2 separate regions of the Mus musculus genome follow, and region 2 is linked to region 1. A link is a contact called in public Hi-C data. All regions are on one chromosome and are shown on one strand. The core of a region is the stretch at or near the end of the contact, and the rest is flanking DNA. Distances in the headings are between cores, read along the strand shown.

Evidence for each region. Hi-C and Micro-C count contacts between places; a contact is called where the count stands out from the background.
Region 2: a contact with region 1 is called in a Hi-C map of liver, with 3 times the contacts expected there. The contact joins two enhancer-like sites. A contact is called at or near these places in 1 of 39 promoter capture datasets (liver), 10 of 484 Hi-C or Micro-C datasets (the G1E-ER4 cell line, the N1E-115 cell line, brown adipocytes and 2 more), 4 of 115 datasets of contacts at active chromatin or transcription factors (bone marrow-derived macrophages, embryonic basal ganglia, embryonic stem cells and 1 more) and 2 of 9 other capture datasets (embryonic stem cells and embryonic trunk).

Annotation. Positions count from the first base shown.
Region 1 is chr13:51,910,018-51,915,370 of GRCm38.p6, reverse strand. No RefSeq gene overlaps it. Among named protein-coding and RNA genes, the nearest start is that of Gadd45g, 66 kb to the right of the region's middle. Within about 2 kb of position 3,905, at least 41 of the 459 cell types and tissues checked have an H3K27ac peak or open chromatin away from gene starts, as enhancers often do. A contact at or near this core is called in liver, where this site is marked.
Region 2 is chr13:52,019,999-52,024,802 of GRCm38.p6, reverse strand. No RefSeq gene overlaps it. Among named protein-coding and RNA genes, the nearest start is that of Gm40948, 61 kb to the left of the region's middle. Within about 2 kb of position 2,027, at least 16 of the 459 cell types and tissues checked have an H3K27ac peak or open chromatin away from gene starts, as enhancers often do. A contact at or near this core is called in liver, where this site is marked.

The DNA.
Region 1 (5,353 bases), core at 2,656-5,155:
CAGAAAAAATTATCAGTTACTTTAGTAACTAACACACCATAAGACTTTAGGCAATGTGACAAAATCACAGAATTCAGGCCATGGAAGCCAGTTCCAGAAGGAGGATGGATACAGTGAAACTATCCGGGTTTCTGGGTAGTGTTGAAGCTGCTAACCTGGGTATCTTCATTTGTTAAGGCTGTCTCACATGAACATATAGATTATGGATATTAGTGTTGGCGTTACTTCTACAATCCACCCGACAGCTAACTGGCAACAGCCTGATAGGCCTGTCTTCCTATAAAAGGGGCTGTTTGCCCCCTCCTCTCCCTCTTACTCTCTTACTTTCTTTACCTCTTCTCTCTCTGACCCCTTTCTCCCTCTTTCCCTTTCCTCTGCCCTGCTCTCTTTCTCTCTCCGTGTTCCTGGCTGGCCTCTTCTCTCTCTCTCTCTCTCTCTCTCTCTCTCTCTCTCTCTCTCTCTCTCTCTCTCTCTCTCTCCCTCTCTCTCTCTCTCTCTCTCTCTCATACACACACACACACACACACATTTTCTCTCTCTCTCTCTCTCTCTCTCTCTCTCTCTCTCTCTCTCTCTCTCTCTCTCTTTCTCTCTCTCTCTCCCTGCCTCCATTCCCTTCTTAGCTCCCCTTCCCATGCCCTAAATAAACTCTATTCTACACTATACCCATCGTATGACTAGTACCTCAGGGGGAAGAGATGCTTCAGCATGGGCCCATAGAGGCATCCCTCCCACCACATCATACCCAACTCTATCAAACATCTCTTGGCTCTCTTCTTCTTCTTCTTCTTCTTCTTCTTCTTCTTCTTCTTCTTCTTCTTCTTCTTCTTCTTCTTCTTCTTCTTCTTCTTCTCCTTCTCCTTCTCCTTCTCCTTCTCCTTCTCCTTCTCCTTCTCCTTCTCCTTCTCCTTCTCCTTCTCCTTCTCCTTCTCCTTCTCCTTCTCCTTCTCCTCCTCCTGCTCCTCCTCCTCCTCCTTCTTTTTCTTCTTTTTAATAAAGCACAACATTGGCTGGGGAGGTAGCTCAATGTATAAAGCACTTGCCGTGTGAAAGTGAAGACGTGAGCTCACATCCCCAGAACACATTTGAAGCCATAGCACATGTCTGCAATCCTGATGTTCCAAGGCAAGAGGCAAGGAGAGAAGTGTCCTGGGATGACCACAGGCCAGCTTACCTGGTATGTAGCCGAGAGCAACAAGAGACTTCCAGGAACAAGGAGGACAGGAAGCAAAGCCCAACACCTGAACTCGTCGTCTGACCTCCACATGCCTGCTGTGGCAAGTGTGCACCAGACAGACAGACAGACAGACAGACGGACAGACAGACAGACAGAGACAGGGAGAGGGAGATTTGAAATTGTAGGTCCTCTTCTGTGAGCACAGTGCATTGAGTGTGTTCCCTTCACTCTCTAAGGAGTGTCTCCGGCTATGGCCGCAATCTTGTGCGTTTCTTCCCAAGCCTAAAAGAAGTTTTCGGTAAGATCCATAGACATTTCTACATCTCCTAGCTGACACTAATTCCCAGCACCACTGCAGCCTAGTCCACATGGGGAAGTTGAGGCATGCACTAAGCACCAATCTTGGTTCATATACAATACCACAGTTTTATTATTGTTTAAACTCACTTAAAGCTAACCCTTGGCCCTTCCTGTTCTCTGGACAGACAGGATACTCAGCCTCAGATCTCAGATCTATCGGAGTCTTAAGCAGCTCAAATCTTTAGCTCTCCCAGTGTGGGTCATGGACTTCCTACCGCTCCCCACACAGACCCAGAAAGAAGGGTCAGGGGGCTCCCAGAGGCCCTGATGTCAGAACACACACTCTCTCTGTAGGCTCTTTGTCTCCCTGGGCCCTGTTCTGAAGACTAAACTCCCTCTCACCTTCTTCTAGGAGGCAGCTCCCTTCTGGGGCTCCAGATTATCAGCATTCTGCTTTACGATGTTGAATGGTAACCCATCTCTACCTCTTCCTCACCAGAGGACCCTCCCAGCTCCCAAGCCCTTCTCTCTCTTGACTTCTTTGTGTTCATTACTGAGCAATCAGAGCCAGGAGAAACTGGGAGACAGAGAAGAATGCTGACAACCTACAGGATGAAAGCACAGACCTTCACCTCATTGCTTGCAACCTAGTTGCTATTCCAGAACACAGAGCCCATCTGCTTAAAAGCCAAGTGGAGAGCAGCAGGGTGCATTCCCAGGGCCAGAGAGTGGCTGGCTCAGTCCTTGGCCTTGTGTTGAACCTATGGTCTAGAAAATCAGTCCACCCTTCTGTCTTGGGCTCGCACAAATGAGTGTAGTGTACGCACACACATATCGAGATCCATGTATATATATGTGCACAAACTCACACACTCATCATATCCAACTGCATGCATAGTCACGTGCACACACTTGTTACACACATGCATATACTTACACTTCCACAAGCACACTCACATGCCCATAGCCACCAGTGCACACATTCAAATGGTAGGCCAGCAAAGCTCCAAGCCTGATTCTCCAGTCTAATATGTCAAATGGGCTTGTTTATCTTGCAGTTCTGTAGTTCCTAGCCAGTCATTCCAAATCCAGAAAGCCCTGGGAACAAGACACTGTTTCATAACAGGTTTAGAGGCAGGGTTCAACCTGAATGCACGTGAGGCATTCTCTGCCTGACTTAGTTTTGCTATAAAACATTAATACCTTTGCCTGCCGGCTGCTACCCACACACAGTGGGGTTGGGTGGAGCATGTGATCCACACACTGCCCAAAACAGCCGCAGGCTCAAATCCCATCTGGCTCCAGGGTTACAGGTGAAGGGTTTCACCCATAGCTAGCATGCACAGACAGTGGGTGCTTACATTCCCACGGAAGCCTGGGACCCACGGTGGCCCATTACCCAGAATCCACCACTAGGTGATCTGTTCACCCTGGGGCAGGGGGGTGGGGAGGGGGAGTGACCACAGAGTACTGAAGAGACAAATTAAGTCAAACAGAATCAGGCGGGACTTCAACTCTAAGCTTCTAGACAATGTGCTGAATGCTCTTCCTTCTGGGCCCAAATCTTATAACTCCCTCAAACTGACTGCCTCCAAAAGGAACTTCTGGGGGCTTGTCTGTCTCCTTCCTGTCCCTGATGAGACAGGGGACATGTGTACAACATAGGTACACACACGCTCATGTATACACGTACCCCTCTCTCTTAGAGGCGAGCTCTGGAAACCTCTCCACAGAACTCCATAGCAGCCATTGCCCCAATACAGACAACCTGAACATAGTAGGACCAAAAATCTGGTAGCTCCAGCACCGGTCTCCAATCCCACCAGAACTCATGCTACCCAGCCAAGGGGAAGTTCCAGGATTTTCTCCCAGATGGCTTTGACTCTCCTTTTCCAGAATCACTCTCAAAGGTAATTTCAGAGTCAACAAAGAAACCCTGCTCAGCACACCCCTATGGTGTGGAAACTGAAGTTAAAAGATTGCTTAAGAGCAGCCGCACATCAAAGCCCTCGCCCCTCAAAGAGAGATCCCAAACCCCAAGGCCACCTCACGGAAAGCTGACAGCTAAGCGGGTAGGGGCGCGGCTCCTCTGTGAGCCCGAGAACAGGGTGGAGGAGGGCAGTTCAAGGAAGTGTAGAGGTTCTTTGAACTTGGAAAAGGGGTGACTTGGAAGCTTGCCCTTCTGCTACTCAGGTTCACAGCTGAGGGCTGACACCTGCTTGTACTCGAAGGATCCCTCCCTGCCCCCCCCTCCCCAAGTCAGGAGGGACTCTGGGGATTCTCCGTTTCCTCCCCCATTGCACTGCGACAACAAGCCAAGGACACAAGAACCTGGAGACCACAGATCTTCCGCCCTGCTCAGGAGAGCCCATTCTTCCCTCCAGCTTCCCGGCCTGCTACCTTATCACCAATGTCAACACACATTTCCCAACAGTGCTAAAGAGTCCCGAAAGCAAATATTCTACTGCCTCCGGGAACTCTCTGGGTACAAGGCTTTGATGGGAGCAGGTACATCAGCCGAGACCAGCACCTCTGTCGATGCAGTAATAAACCTTACGTGCATACCCCAGATGGTGAGCCACAGGGCTAGGGCTCTCCCACCTGGGTTCAGGTAGAGAGCACCTGCAGACAGGCCCAAGTGACACACGCATGGGTTACCTGATGCAGGGTCCTATTGGCTCAGTGGCAGAAGGCTAAGCTGTAGACCTCATGCCACCAGCAATTTGTATGTGAAGAAAGTTGGACTGAACAATCCCTTTTGATAATCAATCATTTTAACACTCATGTTTATCCTTAAATGAAATTCTTGGATACTACTATTACATACATATAAACAGTATATAGATGAGTGACAGATGGACCGTTAATGGTGACAGATGAATGGGCAGGTGTTGATGACACTAGGTGGATGTACAGACAATACCAATGGATGGATGATGGATGGATGGATGGATGGATGGATGGATGGATGGATGGATGGATGGATGGATGGATGGTGTATGATGGATGGATGGTGTATGATGGATGGATGGATGGATGATGGATGGATGGATGGATGGATGGATGGGTGATGATGAACTGGTAGATATGTGAGTAGTTGGATGTGTTTACCATTTATAATGACATCTTTTTGAATAGCAAACATCTAGGTACAATTCTCATAGGATATGCCAACTCCTTAAACATTGACATTAGGTATACTTTCAGAAGATACAACAACTGGCATCAGGCATTGTCTCAGCAGTTCGTGGGGCTCTCACCAGTGCTACATATATTTTTGTGTATGTGAAAGTGTGTGGAAGCTAAAAACAATACAAAGCCTAGAGCACGCCTTGACGGGCATCATAGCTGCCTGCCTAGGAAAAGTATTGTTTATTGTAGCCTCATGAGAAATGCACGATGTCTCTAGATCAAAGGTGGGGACAGGGCTGCCTTCCAATGCAGACCCTTCATCCAAGTAATTGGCTGATGGCTGATAAGAGACCCACCGAGCCATATGATCATGTGACACTCTCCCTAGGAAAATCCCAAATCCCTTTAGCCCTGCGCACAGAAGGCCAGCAGACCCTGGGGCATTATTTCCATTTTTTAAAACCTCCCTGACAAATTCCTATTGGGTTTTTTTTCAATAGCTTTTTTTAAAGATTTATTTATTATTTATTATATGTAAGTACACTGTAGCTGTCTTCAGACACTCCAGAAGAGGGAGTCAGATCTCATTATGGATGGTTGTGAGCCACCATGTGGTTGCTGGGATTTGAACTCCGGACCTTTGGAAGAGCAGTCGGGTGCTCTTACCTGCTGAGCCATCTCACCAGCCCCCTATTGGGTTTTTATGAACCACTACCTCTCTGAGGGCCACCACTAAGGGGAGAA
Region 2 (4,804 bases), core at 778-3,277, 110 kb before region 1:
TTTTGTTTCTGCCTGCATCACCAGCTTTTTAGATGGGCAGAAAGCAGAGATCTGAGGACAGGAATCCAGGCCCAGACTATATAGTAAAGAAAGCACTCTGCTCCACAGAGGACTTTGAGCCATGACAGGCTGCTCTCTCTCGGGAAGGGGCACTCTACTCTGAGGGACACTCTACTCAGAAAGGGGCCTTCTGAGGCTGGACAGCAAGGAGGGAACTTGTGGAATTCCCAAGGTTCACCTGACTCAGCTCCTTGGAGAGGCCTCCGAGGGAACAAGTCATTGAATTGAAGCCTGTGGTCTGCTGAGCTCTTGGAGGCTTTGGGCCAGCTGGCACTCTGCATTGTGGGTGTGGCCTTCACAAAGCCATGTCTTCCTAAGTGCTAGGGCAGGGGCAAACAGCAGCAAGCCCTGCCTTCCTCTTTCCCCAAAAGTAGTCCATAAAGAGATAAGGCAAAGCAAAGGTGGGTGAAGAAGTTCTGGGGCCGAGAAGGGCAGCCCACACAGGAAGGCAGCTCTGCAGGAAGAAAGGAGACTCTAGTAGGTACGGTCATCTCCGTGATGAACTGAGAAACAAGTAATACAAGTTCCTGGCCCTAAACACCAGCAACTCACAGAAGCCTCTGGGACATCTCTGTGTATTTATTATCAATATGAACCTTTTGAACCTTGACAGACTCAAAGTAAGTCTACAAGAGCTATTTTAAAGGACACACTATGTGACCGCAACCCCTCATACAAGGTGTGTCTTCTTAGTCAGGATCCCACGACATCTGGGTCAACGAAGAACATGCCAAGGACCTAGGGAGACGGCTCAGTCAGTAAAGTCCCTACCTCACAAGCGTAAGGCTCTGGGTTTGGTGCTCAGATGCTATGTAGAAAGCAGGGCTTGGTGGTCCATGCCTATAATCCCACCACCAAGAAGGCTGAGACAGATGAGTCCCTGAGGTTCGCTGAACAACCAGATTAGCCTAACAGGGAAGTTCCAGGTCTATCAGAGATCCCTGGGAGACGGAAAGGGAAGCGCTGGCATCTAGTCCTCAAAAGTGGAGGAATGACACCCAAGGTTGACCTCTAGCCTCTGTGTGTACTCATGCATGTGTGTACACACATGCACACAAACACACACACACACACACACACCAGAGAGGCGTTGGCTTCATGGGCATTCAGCAAAGGATTTATGCTTTAAAGGTGCCTCTGTTTCAGATGCCAGTTTGGAACTCAGGGCTCCTCAGGCCACCTGCACTTGTGACAAGCTGACTGCAAGGTCAAGTTCTTACACTGTCCCCAGCCTGGTCATGACACAAAATGCAGGGAGCACCGTGCAACCCTCATAGTCTGTCATGCAGGGCACAACCCAAATGAAGTCTCAGAGTCTCAGAGCGTGTTGCAGGAAATATTAAAGAAAAGAACCTGCCAACTCTCTGGGGCTGGCCCCCACACCAGATGATCACACTCGGTCGCACTTGCATGGTCTCTTGGCCCACCAACTCTCTGGCCCTGCAAGGTCACAGGGCTTCTGCCAGGCCAGTTCTAGGATGGGTGTGTGTGTGTGTGTGTGTGCATGTTCCTCTCGCTTCCATGCATTGCCCCACACACCCCTGGTTAGCCATCTCAATACCTAATTACCCAGTAGATTTAAGACTCTTAAGCTTATAGTTAAACAATTAGATTTATGTACTAATAATATCACATTTTACAAGATACCAATACAATAATTTCAGAGCCAGTTGGTAATGCTAAAACTTGTAACTCAATTATTCTAACCTTTAGATAACACCATGTCAGCCTCCATTCTCATTCTTCTCCCTCCTCCCTCCTGGGACCTCTCTCTCTGTCTCCCCAACTTCTAGCTCCACCTCCCTTTTCCTGTCCAATCACAGGCCTGCCACCGCCCTAATGTGATTGGACAGAGAAAACCCTGCAACAAGAAAGTCTCAAATATGAACCCTCTGGGCCACTGGGATTTGTCACCTTCCTAGGTGACCAACCCAGGAAGCTAACCTAAGTGCCCTATGTCCAATTTCCCCTGGAATCTCACATGAACCCATAGTTAACTGGATCAATGGCTGTGTTGAACACATCTCTACCCACCCCACCCCCTTCTATCCTCTTGCATAATCCCCAAGGGCAGACTGAGAACCTCAATGTTCTAACTTTCAACCACCATGTTGAAAACATTCTGGCATGTCTGTTCCTTTTCTTCTCATCAGAAGCTGACCCTGCCACCGTGTTTGCGAGCCTCCAGAACCACGAGCCAATATCAGCCTTTTCACTTACAAATTACCCAACCTGGAGCATTGTTTTACAGCACCGGAACACTAAGTGACGAATAGGGAATCTACAGTTGTTCAGTTCTGATCACACACACACACACACACACATTCATAGAGACCTAATGGGAACTGAGCTGAAGGTGTAGCTTTGTGCTAGATGAGAATTCTAATCCTTTCAATAACTCATATCGAAACAGAAACTCAGATCAGCCAAACGTCTCTGGCCCTTACTTATCCATCAAATGTACTTAGGAATGTGTCACTTGGAGGTTGGTGGCACAGAGGTTACGACCTTCAGGATGGGTCAGTGACATTCTGCAGGTTCGTTGCTCAGTCTCCTCTGGGCACAACTTTTTTTTCCTGATGCAAACTGGGCACAAGTTTAAGGGAGCATTGACTCAGAAGCCAGTGACAGGCGCCTTTCCCCAGGGACCTGACCCCTTTGGAGCTTCCCATGCTCACCTCGTGCCCCCCAAACCATGATGCAATCATGGGAAACAGAGCCCTTTGCCAGTCACACAAAGGCCCCTGCTGCCAGCACCCGGTCACTGAAGCCACAGGATCTGGTTTTCCAAGAAGAGGCCAGCCAGGCAGCAGGGGCAAACACTGGGAATGGAAACAGGCAGGAGCTTGTCGGTGTTTTCACACAGGAGAGACGAGGCTGCAAGGCTTGGGGTGCCAAGCTAAACAGACACACAGGCAACCTGCTCCTGCACGCCCCCCAACACTTCAGCCCCGCCCAGGGGAGAGAGAAGAGGAACAAAATTTCCATCATTCCCTTAGCCTTGGTTCAACTTGAAGCCTCATCTGCAGAGGCATCTCAGGACAGCACAGCCTCGGGGCAAGGGAGATGTCAGACAGGGCTCCAGTGGAAGAGTGGAGAAGGGAGAAAGCGAGCGTTAATCCGCTAAGAAGCAGGGTAGTCACATCCCCACTCTCCTCTCCTAGGATCATCTTTTCCAAAACTTGGAAACAATGTAATGCAAACCCTGGGGTTGCTACTGCTGCAGAGGTCTGTGTTTGATTTCCACCACTTCCCTAAGGCAACATCAAAGCGCTGACACTGACCTTGCTATTCCCCCCAGGATAGGGTGAGCCACACACACAGTTCAGGCACACAGCCAGAGGCGATTGAAAACAGCATCTTGCCGTCTACTCCTGCCTGCCCCTTCATTCTGTGCTCCTAGAGACTCTGTCCCCCGAAGGGCATCCAGGACACTCTTCCGGCCTCACAAGTGTACCCCTCCTGCAGTCCCGGCTCTCTGGGAGCAAAGCGGCTTCGTGACAGATTGAAAGCGGCACATGAAACAGACCCTTCAAAGGGAGAGGGTGTCTCTAACGAGCTTTTGAAAGACGCAAGGCCTCACCCCACAGAAAGAAGCATGCAGTGGCCACCCAGGCTCTGCAGACGGGCTCTGCACTTAGAGCCATGTTCCCTGGGTTGCTGGTTTGTGGCAGGAGTTCTCAGAAGGCTGTCCATCTACCCACTATCCCAGTTCGAGTCCGCAGCAGGCAGGAACGGTTGCTATAGGAACTGGGTACACCTTGGTGCCAGCTCCACTATAACCGCTGCCTTTCAGCTCAATATCTCTGGCTGTAGGGGTGTGTGTGTGTGTGTGTGTGTGTGTGTGTGTGTGTGTGTGTGTGCAAGCATATGTACACTTACATAGATGTGCATGTGGAGGCCCAGAGTGCCCTTCTTCAGGCATCGTCTACCTTGGTATTTGAGACAAAGTCTTCATGTTGTTTTTTTGTTTGCTTGTCAACTTGACATGAACTAAAGTCATCTAGGAACAGAGAGCCTCACCTGAGAGGTTGCCTGCACTGGACTGACCCATGGGCATGTCTCGGGGGCTTTTTTTTTTTGGATGGTTAAGGTGGGAGGGCCTGGCCCACTGTGGGCAGTGCCAGCACTTGATGGGTGCTTCTAGGTTATATAAAAAAGCAAACTGAACAAGACAGGAAAATCAAGCCAGCAAGCAACATCCCCTTGCAGTCGCTGCCTCAAGGGCTTGCCTTGAATTCCTGCTTTGGCTTCCCTGAATGATGGACTGCGCTCTGTAAATCAGATTAAAAAACCCCATCCTCCACCAACCAGCTTTTGGACATTGTGTTATCACAGCAGCAGAAACTGAATGCGAATAGTCTCTCAGTGACCTCCACTCAATGAGTAGGCTGTACTGGTGGACCAGCAAGCTTCGGAGATCTTTCTGTCTCTCCCTTCCCAGTAGTGGGACACAGCAGGTCCTGACACAGCTTGGCTTTCTTAACATGCATTGTAGGGGTTGAATTCAGGCCCTCTGTCTTGCAAGGGAGGTAATGGCTGTATCTCTTGAAGCCCCGTGCTGTTTTTTTTTTTCCTGGTTTGGTGGATACTATGTCTCTTATGACCTAGGCTGCCCTTAAGCTTGATAAGTAAGCAAGGATGGCCTTTGAACTCCTGATCCTGCCGCCTCTGCCTCCCATTGGTAGCCACACTGTCGGCTCTCATTCCCTTGGGAAACCCACCCAGCTGAGTGGTCACCTCA